2 separate regions of the Gasterosteus aculeatus genome follow, and region 1 is linked to region 2. A link is a contact called in public Hi-C data. All regions are on one chromosome and are shown on one strand. The core of a region is the stretch at or near the end of the contact, and the rest is flanking DNA. Distances in the headings are between cores, read along the strand shown.

Evidence for each region. Hi-C and Micro-C count contacts between places; a contact is called where the count stands out from the background.
Region 1: a contact with region 2 is called in a Hi-C map of skeletal muscle, with 4 times the contacts expected there. The contact joins two enhancer-like sites. A contact is called at or near these places in 2 of 6 Hi-C or Micro-C datasets (both in skeletal muscle).

What each region holds. Positions count from the first base shown.
Region 1 is chr1:15,628,516-15,633,146 of fGasAcu3.hap1.1, forward strand. tenm4 (teneurin transmembrane protein 4) reads left to right here. Exons shown (of 31, transcript XM_078103875.1): 31 at 1,433-4,423. The coding sequence ends at 2,191. Among protein-coding and RNA genes, the nearest start is that of nars2, 15 kb to the right of the region's middle. Within about 2 kb of position 1,861, at least 1 of the 9 cell types and tissues checked has open chromatin away from gene starts, as enhancers often do.
Region 2 is chr1:15,450,791-15,455,100 of fGasAcu3.hap1.1, forward strand. No RefSeq gene overlaps it. Among protein-coding and RNA genes, the nearest start is that of fam181b, 24 kb to the left of the region's middle. Within about 2 kb of position 1,716, at least 2 of the 9 cell types and tissues checked have open chromatin away from gene starts, as enhancers often do.

The DNA.
Region 1 (4,631 bases), core at 611-3,110, 180 kb after region 2:
ATATAGCTTTAAAACTACACATGCAGGTGTATCATGTACCCCCGCCATTCCTGCCTTTCTATCTCTTTTCTTTTAAGCCCCCATTTTGCCATGCAGCTGAATCTGTGCAGCGATTGAAAAAGGGCCGTGGGAGGGGCGCGTGGGGGGGGGGGGGGCAGATGACAGATGAGGCTTGTGTTGCACCGGGCTTGATCTCTCGTTCTGGGTTTTGCTGGAGGCTGAGTACACACCATGCTACGTGAATGATGCCTCTCTAGGAGTGTGTGTGTGTGTGTGTGTGTGTGTGTGTGTGTGTGTGTCCCTTCCCCGACCGCTGCTGGGACAGCTGACCGACTCACACTGTTGACCAATAAACAAACATGGAGTGGCATAGTGTGAAGTTTCCCCCCAGGCCGGCTCTCCCGAGGGGTCCGATAGCACAGCTGCCGCCGTACCCGTCTCCCCCCCGCCTCTTTATGCGAGATCTGACGCGCAGTCAAAGAGCAATGTGCTAGTCACTGCCAACCTGCCCCCACACTCCTCAGCCTCCGCCCCCCCACACAGCTCGAACCCCGAGACACAATTAGAGACTGTCAAGCAGAGGACTTTGGATGTGACTGGTTGACTCCTCGAGACGCTCACAGCCTCTCGTGTTGCACGATGGCAGGAAGGAACAGTCTCTGAGAGCCTTTTTCTTGCCGCTCAGATGCGTGCAGGCGACTGTCTCGCTGGCCCGCTTCCATTTCATATCTCTCGCCTCATTTGAACGGCTCTTTTCTCCCTAAGGACTGACTCTTGTCAAGTAGTATTAGGACAAGTATTAATTTGGGCTCTAGGGAATGTTCGGTGTCCATACAAGGCTTTGATCCCCAAAGGAATGATACATATATATATATATATATATATATATATATATATATATATATATATATATATATATATATATATATATATATATACATTATGTACTCAAGATGTTAAATCAAATAAGAATGGATATGAATGGGATATTTTCTTTCCTGTAATCTTGTATTTGTAAACCTTTAAACTGTTTCTTGAACAAATTTTGATGCCATTTGATATTGTTCTAATTCCAGTTATAACACTTATTTGGATTTGGTTGATGACTTGGTTTTTTTCCTTTTCTTTACAGTGTATATTAGACCCAGATAATGTTTTGTTTGGATTTACTTTTTTTTTGTGGATTTCATTCATTCAAGTTTTTGAATCATACTCATTCAGTCACACATATCGGAAAGGGAAGATGTTTAGTCTCTATGCAATCTAGGATAAAGGTTACGAGCCAAGTTGTGAGGTAATCAGAAGTTCTCATGAATACCAAGCGGAATATCTTCAAAAGTAGCGATTGATGGAAATGGTGTGACTCTTTCTCACTGTCTATATTAATGCTGCGGGGGCTGCGTGACTAAACAGCGTCTTCTTTGTTTTGCAGTCTCTGCTGGGCGTTCAGTGTGAGGTTCAGAGGCAGCTGAAGGCCTTTGTCAAGCTGGAGCGCTTTGGCCAGATCTACAGATCTAAAAGTGCAGGATGTCCTCAGACAGAGGACAAGAAGGTCTTTGCCTCCGGCGGCTCCATCTTCGGCAAGGGCGTGAAGTTTGCGATCCGAGAGGGCCGCATCAGCACCGACATCATCAGCTTAGCCAACGAGGACGGGCGCCGCATGGCCGCAGTGCTGAACGACGCGTTCTACCTCGAAGATCTCCACTTCACCATCGCCGGAATGGACACGCACAACTTCGTCAAACTGGGCTCGGTGGAGGGAGACCTGTCCCTCATCGGCATGACGGTGGGCCGGCGCACGCTGGAGACCGGCGTCAACGTGACGGTGTCACAAGTGAACACTGTCCTCAACGGCAGGACTAGGCGCATCACGGACATCCAGCTACAATACGGCGCACTGTGCTTGAATACCCGTTACGGCAGCAGCGTGGACGAGGAGAAAGCCCGCGTGTTGGAGCTGGCCCGCCAGAGATCTGTCGCCCAGGCCTGGGCCCGGGAGCGCCAGAGACTGAGGGATGGAGAGGAGGGCTCGCGAACCTGGACCGAGGGGGAGAAGCAGCAGCTGCTCGGCTCGGGGAAGGTGCAGGGCTACGACGGGTACTACGTGGTGTCGGTCGACCAGTACCCTCAGCTGGCAGACAGTGTCAACAACATTCATTTCATGAGACAGAGCGAAATGGGCCGAAGGTGACATGAACACGAGGCTCTCGAGTGACGGACTCCGATGTAGGACATGGGACTTCTTGCCAAAGACAGTTGTGTACATGACCTTTTTTTGGGGATTTTTTTTTTTTTTTTTTCTTTGACCGTGCTCAACTTTGTTTTTAATATACTGTTTAAAAAAAAAAAAGAAGAAAAAAAAGTTGCACTGTATTAATGGACGAGGGCCCTTCTCCTTTTGGAGGTTCTTTACCAGTCTTTGCCCTCCAAGTGCGGCTGCTAGAGGATGACAAATGTGCGACGTCTGTGACTTCTTTTTGTGACTCCATTTCCTCATCCCTGCTGGTGGTTCTGTTCAAAGAAATCCAAGAGGAGTATTGGTAATGCATTATGCTCACTGGCTCACTGCTGCCAGACCTGCAGTTTGTTATTCACAAGCTCGCTCCATTCTGCCTTGTCCGCACCTCAGCCAAGGAGATTCCTTCTCTTTTAATCACTTATTTTTTATACTCGAAACCCTCATAGCCCCAGTCATCCATAAATAATGAGAGAGATTTCTGTTGGTGGTAGAGCCCTTCATCAAAACCCCGGCTGAACTTGTCGAAGCACTTTCATTTTGTGTGATGTGATTCTTTTGGTTTAAAGAGGAGGGTTGATACTCATCTGTGGTCTTAGCTGAGAAGGCTTCGGTGCACCCTGACTGTGCATGTTGATGCCCTTCTTCATGAACTACAAGATTAGCAAAACTGCTTAATGAAGACTACATTTTATGGTCGAGCCAACAATAAGGTCACTTTTTTTTCTTAATTGTAATTTGATTTCAACTGGAATTTTTTTTTTCAAAGCAAGAAAAGCAATCTATAATTTGTTCCCTGCTCCCTTTTATTTGGCCGTGGTCGAACACACTCAATTCTGAAAATAGCAGAAGAGCCTGTGAGAAAATACTGTGGAATCAATGTCTGTATTAACAACAACAAAAGGTATTTTACATGAATGGCTTTGAGATACATTTTAGTTTTGTTTTATGAATAGCTGTATGGATTAACAGTATAACAAATGTGAATTTAAAAAAATGTGAACAATAGTCCCTTTTATTGTTAATTGTTGTACTTGAACAATAATCAAGGGTGTTTCAACACATGAAATAAACTGGAACTTAAAGGTGGTTTAGTTAAATGAATTTTTGTGTTTTTCATTAGACTACATTTTTATTGGTCTCTGTTGCATTTGAAAGCCAGTGTTTGTTTAACTTGCTTTAGTCAGTATTCCTCACAACAACATCTAAACAAATACAGCTTGGGATGACATTTTTCATTTGTTGATCGAGATTAAAAATACGGTTGAATAATCAATCTCATCAGTGATAAATACTGCATTAACATTTTGGCTGCTGAGATAGATAAATGGATTGATAGATAGGCTTTGCATTGTGTTGTGGGTGAGATGAAAGATACAAATTGCCTTTGCCCTAAGGGCTGCCCGCAGGTCAGCATCGAAAGTGCTTTCATTCTACGGAATAGCGGTCCTCTCTGTCTTGCGGCTGGCTGAAATGCATTAGTCCTGTAGGTGTACTACTTCCCGTTTACAGACTAAAGGTCGTCTACACTCGGCAACCTTGGAAATAACCCACGTGGACATATTCTAGCTCCCGTATGTCTGCGTCCTCCACAGTGGAGACTGCAAAGGACAATTCTGTTCATTGGAAAACGTAATTTTGTCAAAACTCGAAAGACGAATCGGGACTATTTGGACTTTGGACTTTTTGGACACTGCCAAGCCACTGCACACTCTTGACTTACCTTATCATTTGTCCATCAAAAGATGGAGCCGTTTGTGTGTGTGTGCGTGTGTGTGTGTAGGGCTGGTGGGAGCACACTTGAGTGTCTCAATCTGTAAAAATGTTAAAGCAAACAGTACACGCTTATTTTTCTTCTGCTGCTGGTTGATTCAGTGAATTTTTGTTTCCAAGAAAATATATATGTATGTGCAACATTATATGAATGAAGGATATTTGCATTGTGGAATATTGCACTGAGAACTGTTGCGTCATAAAACTGTATCTTTTTCTAAAGTTTTGGACTCATTTTGAGTTTAGGTTTGTTCTCAACACTGTGTTTGTAGCGCTTCTCTTTGACCCTGTAAATATAAAGACATCCAAGTAAGCTGTAAATAAATTGCAAATGTAGATACCTCTTAGAGCTACATCAGTGACCCTGTGTAGTCTTAAGGTAGAAAAAAAAATAAAGGGAATATTTTGTGTTTATTTCTGGTCTTTTATTATATATACTGTATATTCTATACACCGTTTACTGCCTCATCTCAAAAGGAAACATGAGTTATGTATATCATCATATAGATTGTGTTATAATCACTTAATTGCCACACTACTGTAGATTTTGACATGAATGTTTTCAGCTTAAAAGTGAGGGACGTTTTATTATACATACATTCTCCCCACAATTCATTTCATA
Region 2 (4,310 bases), core at 466-2,965:
GTCTTACTTTGCCAAACCAAAGCCGAAGCAGCAGCTCTAGCTGCAATATATTTTATGATCCATCATAACTTTCTTGTCATATTCACAGATTATGAAGCAGAAGAAGTGGCTAATTGTCAGTACGCTTGCAAAGAGATTTGATCGGTAATTGCCCACTAATGAGCCCTCCAGGGTGAACACAAATCTTCACATAAAAAATAGCATTTTGGACCTCCATGCAGGTTGTAATAGACGCACTTCATCACCACCTCGTGAGATTGAGAGGATCACTCAACCAAATACTTTACAGTGTGTTTAGAATGAAAACCCCCCGTAGAGCAGGGGGTAAGTAGGCAATCCTTCATTCTGAGCAACGCAGAGGTGAAATGTAAGTAAACTCTGCAAATGCGCACGGCCACCCAAGTGCCAGATGCTGCGAGCTGGTGCCAACATGGCATATGAGTGACTCATTAAATCACAAGAGTGAAATCCATTGGCCTTTCTCTGATGGCTCACTGTCTTTCATTCAAAACAGCGGCAATTCTGCCTGACTTTCTTCGATCGGGGGAAAGCAGCCAGCTGGGACAGTTCCCGGCTCATTATTGATGGAAAAAACGTGGATGAAGAATTTGAAAAAATGTGCGTTGAGAATGGGACCATGGGGAGGCAGCCATGGTATGAGAGAAAGGAAAAACAGTTTCCTGTAAGCAGTAGATTATGAAAACATTAGGCAACAATTACCGTAATGAGAGTTATTGAAGCGGCAAGGTAGCAGACAAGCTGTGTGCATCTGGCGGCTGCATCTGGCTGCAGAGGCAGAAACGTCCAAAGGGGCAGGCGGGAAGTCATTCATTTGTTATTGGCCATTCCGTCCCTGTGGATGGACAAATGGCTTTGTCAGTATTTGCCATGTACTGGAAAGGATCTCACATGCTGCATATTGACGCATCCTCTGCGGTGGATATTAAGTGCACTGTCAGAAAATCTGAAGATGTCATTCAGGGTAAATTGAAGGTAATGACATTTGGCGAGCAATTCAAGTCCCTCCCTCTGCTTTAATAGATGAGCACAAGATAGATATTATGAGCTGCTGATAGTTTCTGCATCACACCTTTTATAATTCATCATTTCCCACATAGGACATTTTCTGTGAAGCCCTGATGATTTATGACTCCTAAACTAAAACAAAGACCAAAGTCAGACACAAGCACACGCTTAATTTGTGCTGGCAGTGATTGACTATCAGTAAAGACACGGCATCAAGGGATAACTGTTAATGTTTAACATGGCATTCACGACTCAAATCTTTTGGTTTGGCAATAAAATAATCAAGTTGATAAAACTATGTATTTTCATGGCAATACTGTGACAAACAACATATGGTTTTTCTTAAACCCTAAATTATACAAACTTTACTTTAAGCGTTGTGAAACACTGCCATCCCAAATAAACAACATCATGAACTGATGGTTGCTCGCGTTGATCCCAAACCAATGCCATTTTGTGTTTTATTCATTGTGTGTTGAATTCATTCCCACTTCCTGATTTGTCACTGGCAATTTAGCACACAATATTGAATCGTGCCCTCGCTGCACCCAGCGGCCCATTTAATCAGGCAGTGGGATTAAGCCTGAGCCGCCCGGTGCCGGAGGAGACGCGGGCTACGGTAACATGACTCTCTGTACTAGGGACTCGAGATGGATGGGCTGGGCCACAGTCTGCGTGGAACGCCTCCATTGGGCCGTTTGGCCCGGTGGAGCCCATCAATCAGGGCGGCACTCACAGGTCTGAGGCTGAGGCTGTGTAATGACGCGAACAGCATGTGGCCGAGCCATCCCTGGCTGCTCAGGTGTAAGGGTCTGCCCTGTCCGCTGGTCCTCTCAGCTCCTTCACCGCCATCATCCATCATACGCCGGACGGATTCACAGCATGCAACAGATTCCGTGGGTTAGATTTGATGTGATCGCGTCGGATCAAAGTCAAGATCAAACCGTAAAAAGAAAAAAGCTTGACCATGTGGGGCTCTATTCTTTTAAGGCCTGTTCGTCATCTTAAAGTTATTATGTACCTTATTAGCTAAACCAAACCCCTGATGCCCTTTAAAGTGAAGGGTATCATGATCCCATGCAACTTGTATGGATTTCCAATCTTTCAAATGGACAGCGGTTAGATGTGAAGACCAGACGGATCACTCTCCTAATAGCAGTTGTACAGGAAGTTTCCATTAGCAATTCTTTATGTGCCCCGTACTTACGGCTGTGTGGGCGCTTCAATCTTTCTACAAAGTTCATTAAAGGACATATTTTATTGCATATTACAGGCTTTATATCCCTCACACAAACATATTATGCTCCTGGATGAAGGTGGCCTTATGAGTCCCATAAAGCTATCCTCGTGAATATGATTGTAAAAGCTGATGCTCAGTATGGACTCAGAGTGCAAAGGGAAGGTCATTTGGTAGAAAGCATGCATCGCAAAAATGTATGCTTACAGAGATGTCTTTGGTGCAGTATACAAACTGCTGTAATAGATCTACTGCAGCCTAATAGACTTCTTCCAGCCACTGGAGGGGATTTCTGGGGCTGAATTTCAGTGTGTTATGGGACCGAATTAACGCGAACCCATTCTTTGGTCAAGGATTTGTTTTCATGGTGTTGTGAGGTGGGCAACACTAAGTCCCCATGGCTGTGAAATTCCATTATACGCACACAATTCTGGAATTATTCCCCTTTTTGGCTTCATTGCCGTTATAAATTGAGTGTACTTGTGACCCCACATGTAAAGGTAAATAAGCACTGACACGTGGCGCATGAATTCTGCTCTTCTCTCCTGCCCGTTCATTTAACTTCTTCGATTTTCACGAGTGAGATAATGAACCGATGTTGAACATTTTCCATTTTTCTTACATAACCAACGTTTTCTTAAAAGTCAGTGCGTATGAATTGCTGATAATTACTTTTTGTTATGTACTGATGATTTCTAGGTTACAAACGCATAGGAATCCAAAATTAAACCTCAAATTAGATTTGAAAACTAGGATTTGAGGTGCTTCATACAATGCTTTTCATGTGGATTTAAATGGTTGTTCTTTCTCCTGATTTTTAGGAAATTATTAGAAAATATGCCTATAAGGATTCATTAATTTCTACATTAATTGTTTCATTTACCTGAAGAGGAATTTTACATTCCTCTGAAATCAAATAAACAATAACCCCTTAACTATTTCCAGATAGATTTGCATTATATGGGTCTACTTTTCTTATTTGACATGTTTTTAATATTATCCCTGAGACCTTTCTGAGTGAACAAATTAAAGAATGACTCGCATAACTTTTAATGAAGAATACCCTTCCCTAACGGAAGCACAGTTTGACTGGCTTCTGTATGCAAGCGTAGAAAACCATTTTCTGACCCTGCACATGCACGGTTATTCTACCCAGATTTCTAGCAGTACTCCATGACCTTGAAAATAAGTGAAAAGCAATGATGGTCTCGTCTCCTTAACTATCACAGCATGCAAATTGCAAAAGTGTATGCTCCATTACTACTTGCAGTGGCCTCCAACCTCATCACAGCAGTTCACATTTCCGATACGATGTCCATGCGTAAAGACAGCTCATGGTCACTGTAATCTGCAGGTTAATAGCAGCCTTTTCTAAAGGGTGGTGAGGGTGAACGTCCTTTTTGCAAAGAGAGGGGCAATGTCCAAAGATTATTAAGATGTGTTTCCAAGACGTAATGGGGTTCCAGCACATTACATACACCTCTCCATGTCATTAGGTTTTGTCAGGCATAAAAACACTCATTTTACTAATATGGACAAACCATTTCTCATTGGTATGGTGATGACTTGAGAACAGAGTGCAGTCCAATCAAGTCATCACTGTGTCATGGATGACCAGGCCCGTTTGCCACACCACCGTAGATGGCACTGTTGCACTGCTGACAGGCTGACCGACAGCATGCCGACGGCCCAGTCATGGGGCACAGATTGTGGTGTCACTCCAGATCTGTGCATTCGTCAAAGAGATTGGGTGCCAGATTAGCAGTCGAACATTGAATATTGAAAAGCGATCTGAGAAATACAAGTTTCTGCTTGTTTACTGCTTGTCCACTTTGTTCAATTTGCTCTTTAGACCACTTATTGTTGTAATTCTGTTGAAGCAGTTTTAAGGTGATGTAATGATAAGGCCCACACTTAGTTACCTGGATTTTTTTGTGTTTGGCCCATTGGAAAAGGAAACAAATATCAATTTTAGAAGACAGAGACCGAGAAACTCCAATAACGGTGAACATTCAGGTGCTTATTTGCTGTGAATTATAGAAATATG